Regions from separate parts of the Columba livia genome. Here region 1 is linked to region 2. A link is a contact called in public Hi-C data. All regions are on one chromosome and are shown on one strand. Each heading gives the region's core, a stretch centred on a gene start, on an enhancer-like site or on the middle of the called end of the contact. The rest is flanking DNA. Distances are from core to core; before and after follow the strand shown. Region 1 holds the start of SFXN1 (sideroflexin 1). Region 2 overlaps LOC135575384 (a long non-coding RNA gene).

Region 1 (5,260 bases), core at 261-2,760, 370 kb before region 2:
AAACATCACCATTGTTGTGCTTTAAGAACAAGAGGAAAAAAAAAGACGACCTTGAAAACAGAAAAAGAAAACTCACAAGGAGTTTCATTAGAAATCTCTATTACCAAACAATACAGGATTAATTTTCTTGTGTATTTTCACCCTTCTCTGGAGGTGAATGATGATTAAAGGGCACGATAATAAGAAGGGGAGAATGAGAACTTGCTGCTGAGAAACAGTTGGAAAAAAATAAAGAGAGGGGGAAGGAAAACAAGTGTTTTAGTTAGCTAGTCAAGGTTAATATAGCACTGTATCTGCTTTAACTGACATTGTGAAAAATTACAGATGGCACAAAAGCAATTTCACTAATGCTGAACCCTGCAAAGTTTATCTTGACAACTTAGTAAGCTTAAAAAACTTCCGTGAGGTTTTTAACCTCCCTGCGATATCTTTTATCTTCATTTTCTGGTTTTCTTTGAGTAAGATTCTTACACAAACGTAGCACCTTGCAAATCAGCACGTTCATCTTCTTTCATTGCCTGTTGTGGCTAAGATAAGAAAGAAAAATCCCTTTTGTAGAAAGAAGGGGTCTGAGATGCAACTGCTCTGGTTTTGGTGCTTACTACCGAACCTGAAGGATTTTTGCAAAGGAGAAAACACGGTGTGAAGAGAGTGGCAGATTTTTGCGCTCAAGGGCAGCAGTTCAGTGCACCGAGTTTTCTCTACAGACACAAACCCCGAACACCTCCCCATGTGCCATCAGGGGGTTCCCGCTCCGAGGCTCTGACGGGTCCCAAATTGTTTCCCTGCTCTCCCCTCGCCTGATTTCCAGCAACTTAGTCGGGATACGGGTCCTCAGGCAGCTTGTGTAGCTGCGAACCGGGGCTTTGGGTTCCCCCCACCTTGTCCACACGCGGGGATAACGATGTTATGAACCCGGGGTTTAAGAGTTTCTGGCGGCGGGTTCGGCCTGGAAGCGGGGGGTGGAAATCGGAGCGTCCCGGCGTGGCTCGGCCCCCCGGGGCTGCCTGGCGGTCCGGCGGCGGGGGGACGCGGAGAGGGGCACGGGGGGGGCCGCGGGGCCGCGACCGCCCAGGAGAGGGAGCCCGGCGGCCGCCGCTGCGCCAGGCGGCGCGGAGGGAGGCGGCGCGGAGCGCTGCCCCGGCGGCAGCCCGGCCCTCCCCGCTGTTCCTGAGCACCCCCACGCTCGCCGCCCCTTCCCCGCTGTGCCGGGAGGGAGGTCCTGACCGACCCCCCCAACCCCCAGCTTCCCAAGCGTGCCCTGGGGTAACGCTGCTCCCCTGGGGGCCGCGGGAGCCGCGGGTGCTTCGGCCCGCAGCCCGCCTCCTGAGCATCGCCCAGCCCCAAGTTAGTGCCGGTACTTACTTTCCGCATCAATGAATTGAACTCAGCTGGCTCGTAGCGCCGAGGCATCACGCAGCGCCCCGGAGCTCGGCGAAGCTCAGACAGGGCAGAGTAATCCCGGCTGCGCTAAACTCCAGGACAGCGGCTCCAGGAGCCCGGCTTTGCCTTCCTCTGCGGCTGCCTGAGAAGTTTTTCCCCAGGAAAGCAGAAAAACCGGGGGAAGGCTGCCCAGAAGAAGCTGCGTCCAGCCGAAGATGTTAGAGGAGGAGAAGGGGGCTCGCATTTTGCCCGCTGCGTGCCTCCATGCCTGTCTCTCCATCGTCTTAATCCTTTAGGAGGAGACGCCAGGCAGACAGACCTTTCCTGGAAGGACGGAGGATGCTGCCGAGCCCTGCCCCGGGCAGAAGAAAGGCTTTGCCGCCGGGACACCCCGGCACCGGAGATGCACGGCCCGGGGCAGGCTGCGGGAACGCATGAGGAGCTGCCTCCGCCCCCGCTTTTCTGAGACGGAAAAAGGCATATTAAAAGCTGGACCCGATGCCCGGAGCGCAGCCCCGCTAAGCAGCTGGTGGGATTATTCCAGGGTAGTTATGGAAAGCTACAACCCGACAGCGGAGCGTTAAAGCGACTGTCCCCGCTGGAAGAGGAACCGGCTGCGGGTACCGCTGGTGTCGCACCTGCATCGTGGCCGAGGGGAGGTCACTCAGGTCCTTCTTCTCCTCTCGCCCTTCTTTCTCCTTCCAGGGAACAACAGAAGAAAGAAATGGTACTTGGCTCTTGCTATTGTTGGGAATACCGTGCCTTTTGCCTGGGATGATTTGCCCTGATGTGCTGCTTTGACGGGATGTACAAAGTGCCACTGGGACAGATGCGGCCAACAGAGTTTGCAGGGTGATCAGCAGGGGCCGTGGGATGGAGGCAACTGAGCGCTCGCCGGCTGGGTCCGTCACACACGGTCCGACAGCACAGACCTCCTGCTCCCTTGAAAACTGACTCCTGATGGTCGAACTCTGCCAGCTCCTGTTTTTACTTCTCCCCGGCCAATTTGCACTTTCAGGGAAAAAAGAAACCACACACTCACCTGATGCAATGCAGTGTTTCTGTGTTGATTTTGTATATAAGATTTGCTATGCAATTCCAAAACTAAAAGAGGAGAGACAGCTCTGCACCCCAGAGAAAACAGAGAATCAGAGGTGAAAGGTAGGAGCCAGCATTTCTCGTTTAAATAAAACTAAATGACATGAGCTACTTCTTACCGAAAACCTTCAAAACACACCTACTGTATATTTATTTTCTTTGTCTTGGAAGTGTAAACCAATTTGAAACGAAGTGAAGATTTGCTTTCTGACGCTGTCCAGAAATAGAGGACTGTTGCATTTTGTAACAGGAGTGTACTGGGGAGGAAGGATGGAGTGTTTTGTCAGTGAGACCTTTAGGAAACTAGAGAAAAAGCACCTTGTATAGTACGCTCCAGTAAATAGGAAGGGCTAGTGCAATGGACACTGGAAATACTCGATCAATAGCCTATTTAAGTGGGAGTATATGCAAGCATGGAAAAGTGATTGCCTTCCTGTCTGTGGGGTATATTTGCAGAGGACAACAGCAGAACACTTGCAGGTGAGCTGTCTGAATTAGGTTAGTTCATACTGGGGTGGTGCAGTGTTTTTCTGAAGGGACTGCTTAAAAAACAGTCTGTAGGGTGGACTGTATTTGTGCATTTTCTGTTCCTGCTCATAAACCTTTCAGTGTGCAGGATGATTCAAAGTGGGTGAAGTCCATTTGGGGATGAAAGGACCATAAAAAAGGACCCTTGGTCTGTTTGGCGGTGAGTAATTAATGGATGTCTGATGTCTCTGATCTCTGCAAGGAAAGGAGCTGATGTCGTCATGAAAATCATGATATGATTTTCCCTCAGGAGAAACTATGACTTGGAACGACACCACTATGGATGGGGAAGGGTTGCTGGTGGAAAGGGACTCTTCCTTTCGGATCCTCACGGGCTGCTTCCTCTCGCTGCTGATCCTCTCCACGCTGCTGGGAAACACGCTGGTCTGTGCAGCTGTCATTAGGTTTCGCCACCTCAGGTCCAAGGTGACCAACTTCTTTGTCATCTCCTTGGCTGTGTCCGATCTCTTAGTGGCAGTTCTGGTCATGCCGTGGAAAGCTGTGGCTGAGATTGCTGGTTTCTGGCCTTTTGGTTCATTTTGCAACATCTGGGTGGCCTTTGATATTATGTGCTCAACAGCATCCATCCTAAATCTCTGTGTCATTAGTGTGGACAGATACTGGGCCATCTCCAGCCCATTTAGGTATGAGCGGAAAATGACCCCCAAGGCAGCCTTCATCATGATCAGCGTAGCGTGGACTTTGTCTGTTTTGATTTCCTTCATCCCTGTGCAGCTGAACTGGCACAAGGCTACAACCACAAGCTTTTTGGACCTAAATGCCACCTTACAAGGCATAAGCATGGACAACTGTGATTCTAGCCTGAACAGGATGTATGCCATCTCCTCTTCTCTAATTAGCTTCTATATACCCGTGGCCATCATGATAGTAACTTATACAAGGATATACCGGATTGCTCAGAAGCAAATACGCCGCATCTCAGCCTTGGAGAGAGCAGCAGTGCACGCCAAGAACTGCCAGAACACGACCGGCAACAGAAGCAGTATGGACTGCCAGCAACCAGAGAGCAACTTCAAAATGTCCTTCAAGAGGGAAACGAAGGTCTTAAAGACTTTGTCAGTGATCATGGGGGTGTTTGTGTGCTGCTGGTTGCCGTTTTTTGTATTGAACTGCATGATTCCCTTTTGTGAGCCCACCCAACCATCCAAGGGAGCAGAAGCTTTCTGCATTAATTCCACGACCTTCGACGTTTTTATTTGGTTTGGATGGGCCAATTCTTCCCTCAATCCCATAATTTATGCCTTCAATGCTGATTTCCGCAAGGCGTTTTCAACCCTGCTAGGATGCTACAGGCTCTGCCCTTTGTCCAGCAATGCTATAGAGACTGTTAGTATCAACAATAACGGAGCTGTTGTTTTTTCAAGTCAACATGAGCCCAAAGGCTCCAGCCCCAAAGAGTCTAATCTGGTTTATCTGATTCCACATGCAATTATGTGTCCGGAAGAAGAACCTCTTAAAAAGGAAGAAGAGGGTGAACTATCTAAAACCTTGGAGAAAATGTCTCCAGCACTGTCGAGTATCTTGGATTATGAAGCTGATGTTTCTTTGGAAAAGATCAATCCCATTACACAAAATGGGCAGCATAAAACCTGAACAGTAAGGTTTACCCAGCAAGACCTAATAGTGTTTATTGTAATAATCCAAAAAAAAAAAAAAGATATACAAGATTTTTTGGTAAGAAACTAAGCTCTAGGGAGAAATACACATTTACACTAAGCCCAGAATTAATTTTCCTGGCATTCAAAGTAAATTTAACATTTAAAACAATAAACAGGAAGAGATACTGAAAATTGGTTAAAAAAGGATGTTAAACTGTACTGTTCATATTAAGGAAAACACACCAATATAGATGCAGTGCAATGACAAAGAAAATAGTGCTTCTCTACACAGAGAGACCAATTTCTAGCTTAAAATGAGGCAAAAGATAAATGTTAAGTATTTTAAGATTAATGTTTACTAGAAGTTAAAAGATTGCTGTGTCTTGTGATAGTGGGTGTTAACAGGTCCTAATTAAAGACTGAGGGATTGTAAAGGTAAGTAGATGCCTTCTTAAAATTATTTCTGACAAATAATTGAGCCTTATAATGAGAATGGTTATTTTTAAAGCTTCGGGAGGTAATATGTTGATACTGGTTTTATTTATTTATTGTTTTAAATCGCTATTTTTCATATGTTATAACAGATCTAGCTTTATTTATGTTATTTAAGATGTCTAAACAATGGGATATTT
Region 2 (5,111 bases), core at 1,559-4,058:
TTTTGTTATTTTAGGTACTTATTTTTAAAGAAAAGCAGGGTGCCCTTTTTGTTAGCATGGTAACGCTGTATTTAAATTATCGTTAACGTGAATGATGCTGCTGTTATGCATCAGTCCACAGCTAGAAGTGCCATCTGTGGCTGGGCTGTGCTCACTGCAATGACAAGAGGAGGAATTATCTACCTTGAGTACACAGCTACAAGCTTTAATAGCTCACAGCTGTTCTTTAAGGTACAGAAATTACTTTATACCCAGTTTATTGAAATACAACAGAGGCCTAAATCCTCAAAGGTATTAGCAGTTAAATCACCTTGAACTCAGCTAGAGTCAAGCTCTTACATACTGGGTGAGCCAAACATCACACAAGCACCCAGAGGAGAAGCAGAAAACCAACTTTTTTGGCTAGTACTTCAAAAACTCTCACTGTTTTTGCCTCTCTTGAGCACGTCTTCTGCTTAGCTAGTACCTGACCGTGGACTTAGGGCTAACTAACTCCTGAGCCAGCATTCAAGAAGAAAATGCATTTGTGTTTCTGCACAGATTGTAGAGGAGCTAGGAGGAAATTCCACATTTCAAGAGAAGTGTTGAGCTACCTCTTGAAGCTGCCCTTGGTTTGGTTATCACAGCACTAGGGAGCGGTGGAAGAACTGTCCCAAGGGTGGGCCTGCATCAGGCTGGTGATCAGAGCAAGGACAGGGGTGGCCTTGTTTGCCCATCCGCTCCCAAATATCTGCAGCAGATTAATTGAAAGAAGGGAAACTATCTGGGAGAATATGAAGAGATCCGTGTTTGGCTGTTGGCCCATTAAACTGCGCTGTGATCCCCCAGAGGAGAACCACAGGTTTCCAACTCTGAAAATGCCCTTAGGATTCAGAGGACCTTACGTGCTGGATGGGAGAAACTCATTTAATGGAAAGCAGCATGTCCATCTTTATCTCCTGACAGCCTGTGTTGTTCCCTTCTTGGTCCAGAAAGGAGAAGAGAATTCAGGATGACAGCAAATCTCTTTTCAGGATGGTTATTTTTGAAGTTCAATGGGATTTTTTTTTTCTTTTTCTTTATTTTTATTTTCCCTCTTGGCGTGTGACTTTTTCATGTTGAACTAAGGGGGTCTAATGAATGGAAAACTGAAATCGGAGGATTTTCATTCTTTAAGGAAATTAACCTCATTTAAAGGAAATGAGTGTTCAGAGGCAGAAAAGAAAGTCATAATTTAAATGATATCAGAAGCTGGTTTTCCTTATGTAACATATTATTAAACAGTGGGGAAAAGCTTTCACTAGGCAGCCTCAGGGAGCACTCAGCAACTATAAAGAGGGTTCACATGCATGGCTCTAATATGTTAATAAATTATGCTAATTACAAGCAAGGGATTAGAGAAGGGGAAATCAAATAATGGCGCAGTAACTGGGCCTCTTTCAACTTAATTTGCAACATTGCCTGTCTAGGCTCCTTGTTGAGTTACCAAGTTTGTTTTCTTCTTTCAAAGACTCTGAACTCCTCTTTTGTCCATGGGAAGATGGTGGTGTCACCGTAAAGAGATAGTGGATGAAAAAATGAAGTGCGAGGGGAGCAAAAGCGAGAACGAACTCTCTCCCTGATGAGTTTCCGATGACAGAGGGCTCAGAAGAGACGGCAGAAATCCCGCTGCGTTTGCACCGTGCCAGCCTGGAAACCTGGTTGAAAAATGTTGTCAAATAGTATATAATGGATCATGTTCCATTTCTTTTCCTTTCAAAGCCTCCGTAAGCAGGAACTTCACAGAGCTGCTGGAGGAGAGCGTGTGCCCTCAGCTGCGAGCTCTTACTGTCCTGATAACCTTTTATCCCTTTGGCTCATAGAAAGCGATTCCCACCTTTCAGTTATTTTCACCTGAACGGTGCTTTTCTCTAAGATGCAGCATCTCTTTTCTTATTTGGAAACGGAGCCATTTGCTTGCCAAGGGACACCCTTATATCATTGGGAAAATAAATTTGATTGACTTCTTGGTGTCTTTTAGATCATTGATCTCAATTCAGTTGATAGATGCCTTCCTCAGCTTTTGGAGTTTTTTCCCCTTCTTTTGCCTTTCATATGAACATCTCAAGTGGTTTGTCAACTCTGTTTACCTTTTCCTGTGTGATTTGCTGAAATTTATAACAGGAACTAATTAGAACAAATAAAAGTTAAGCAAGAACGTGTTTCATTTGTACTTTTGTAGTTAATCCGGAGTTCAGAATCCCATTGTCCACTGCATTCCGGCTTGAGCCTTATGTCCTTCAGGGGAGGGTAGAGGTCAGAAGAAGAAAAAGCTGTGCCTGATAAGGGAGGACGACGTTGGTACAGAGATGAGCAAAGTTCAGTCTCTGCAGCGAGGAAAGCACTAGCAATGGCTTAACTGTCTTACTAGGAAGAGCTAATAGAAATAGACACAAATGTTCACAAGCCCCAATTTTCTGATTACAAAATACAGAGAGTTAAAAAAAATAGACCTAAGCCAACTGTGTTTAGTGTCTCTAATAAGACACTGCCTTTTACCCTTAGGAAAGGGACAAGTATTCATTTTCATAAATTCCTTTTTAATAGTTTTTTCCTTATTTTGTTTCTCTCTTTTTTTTTTTCCTCATTCGCTTTTTCTCTCCTTCTCTCTCTCTCTTTTCTTTTTTTTCCCCTCCATCAGCAAGGGGGGTGGTGAAAGAAAACAGAGACAAGCCAGATGCCTTTCAGTGCTTTGATCAGTTCCTCTGCAGACAGCCAGGCTGCCTCCTAGCACCTCTTTAACTACAGCTTGCCAGTAAGAAAATGAGCTGTTTTAACTCTGCAATTACAGTGCCTGCTGAATGCCTGTCATCACAGCAATAGGAACCTGATCTGAACTGTATATCCACTGGAGAGAGAATTACAGCAACCAGGGCAGAAAGTTAAATACCCCCTGTGGCAGTGAGACTCACATAAACGAAAAAGCCCACATCCCCAGCCTCTGCTGTTGATGTAAATATATAGAACACTGACAATAGGACACAGAGCTTCTCAGGAGAGTCAGAGAAGGGGGAGCTGGAGGGTGATGCCATCCTGTTGCTTTCAGATGTTCTTGGGAATGACAACTATGAACACCTAAAAAAGAGAGAGTGTTGGGGGAAGGGAAGGCAAGGCATGGATGGGGTAAAATATTTATAATATTATAAGCAAAGACATATGTGCACTGAGTGCTGCTCTATTCATGGCACAAATATATATATGGAACGAAGTCAGGAGGTGATTTGCCTTTCAACACCATCTCTCTCTTGTTGCTCTGCTATCAACATACAAATGTGGATGGGCTGGTGAAGCTGCGTAAATAGGCGCTGTCCCTGTTTGCAGGGCAGAGGCGTGAAAAGTTTGGTGACTGCACAAATATGCGGCCATTCGGGGAACACAACTGCGATTTCCTCCTCCCCAGAGGTTAAGCTTTAATCACTAGATTGGCCTTCCCTTAGGCAGACAGCAACTTGCTTGAATCCCTGAGAATATTGTATAATCCTATTGTGTGCATTCATTTTCAAGCCACCCTCTGTCAAATTATACAAATAGAAAAACACAACATATTTGCATTCATGGGCATTTTATGTACTGGAATTTCTTTGGGAAATATGCAAACCAATTGCAATTTGGGCCTGATCCAATGCATAGTCAACCAGACAGCTCTGAACCAGACCCTTGCTTTATATGGGCAAGTTTTAATGGTGTCCTTGATTTGCAGTTTGTTTCATTTACCTTGGAAATAAGTGGGTAGCAGGCACTTCTTCAAGGACTCTTCCATCACAACAAATGAGCTGCCCATCAAGTAAATGTGAGGTTAGAATTATACAGCTTTAACTTACTTGAATATGTGGGAAAAGATGGATTATAAGTAGGCAACTCAAGCCAGAATGTTATTAATTAGTTAATGGTTGTTTTATAGAAGTATTTTCCCATGGATCATGGCCTGTTAGAGGAATAAAATAACTACTTCTCTAGTACAGAGGATAAAGGTCTAAGAATCCGGTCTTATGGGGTTCGCTTCCAATTCTTTCAACATATATTTTTATTGAAGTAATTTTAATACCTGCATGCTTAACTTCCTATTCTGAAATGGGTGCTCCCAAGCTCGCTTATCTCAGGGATGAGTTACACGTACTAATTGCATCCTGTTGTGTTTACAACCATTAAAATGTTCAGGCCAATGTTTTCACACATGGCATCACACAAGCGCCTTGCTCAGCTACTGTCCCCTGCAAGGGGTGGCTTTGAACCACCCTCCAAGGGGCTCTGAGATCCAACAGACATGACTGAGGAGAGCTGCTCGGGGAACTCCGTGTTTCATTTGCTTTGGTTGAAGCAGAAATCCCTTTGCTTAACACTATAAGCCAAGGCAGCTGGAGGGGTGACCGGTGCCAGGCAGTGGGCTCACAGCAGGGTGAACATCTCCATAGCACTTGCTGTGGCAGTCCCGTCCCCAGGAAAACACGACCAGGACGACCCTCAGGCACGGCTGAGCTGACCTGTAATGAGAAAAGCTTCCTAAGAAACCCGCCTCTTAGATCGAGTCTCTGCACCACCTTTCTCAGCATGGCTGGTGACCCTTCTCCTGCTCCAGGCAAGAATTCCATCCTCTACCCCAATCTCTGGGCACGGCATGGAGTGGCACAAGGTACTTAATCCCATCCCTGCTACAGTTCACACCAGTCATTTGGCTACTTAGATTTACTCTGGTTTTGCCCTGCGCTGGCTCAACCAAGCCCAGGATTAGCACAAAGCCACTTTTCACATGATTTCATTCCCATATCAGTGTGCTCTTTGACTTGAACCCAAGCTAGAGTCCTCTGAAGAAGGGCTGTGGGTTGGGTAGATCCAGCACATAGGGGATCACCCCATTTTTTTCTGATCCGGAGGGCAGGGCAGCTTTTCAGAGCTGTTTCTAGGTGCTGTTATGTCTCTCCTCATCTACCTGCACATGTTCGTGGCACTGAGGTGGGCTCAGGGAGCGGAGAACTTGTCAAAGCGAAGGAAGCGGCTTTTTGCTGTAGACTCAAGCTCCCTCTGCTGAAGAAAATAAGTAAAACACAAGTTAATCATAGCAGCTGAGTTGTTGGACTTGCTTCTGTATCAGATTA

Evidence for each region. A called contact is a pair of places that touch in the nucleus more often than the background predicts.
Region 1: a contact with region 2 is called in a Hi-C map of crop, with 3 times the contacts expected there. The contact joins the promoter of SFXN1 here to the enhancer-like site in region 2. A contact is called at or near these places in 2 of 2 Hi-C or Micro-C datasets (crop and liver).

Annotation. Positions count from the first base shown.
Region 1 is chr14:3,676,219-3,681,478 of bColLiv1.pat.W.v2, reverse strand. It overlaps SFXN1 (sideroflexin 1), which reads right to left and starts at 1,510. Exons shown (of 11, transcript XM_065029556.1): 1 at 1,366-1,510. DRD1 (dopamine receptor D1) reads left to right here and starts at 1,824. Exons shown (of 2, transcript XM_021289222.2): 1 at 1,824-2,544; 2 at 3,260-4,816. The coding sequence starts at 3,268. The coding sequence ends at 4,623.
Region 2 is chr14:3,310,983-3,316,093 of bColLiv1.pat.W.v2, reverse strand. LOC135575384 (a long non-coding RNA gene) reads left to right here. Exons shown (of 3, transcript XR_010466006.1): 3 at 1,490-2,180. Among named protein-coding and RNA genes, the nearest start is that of MSX2, 130 kb to the left of the region's middle. Within about 2 kb of position 2,808, at least 2 of the 3 cell types and tissues checked have an H3K27ac peak away from gene starts, as active enhancers do.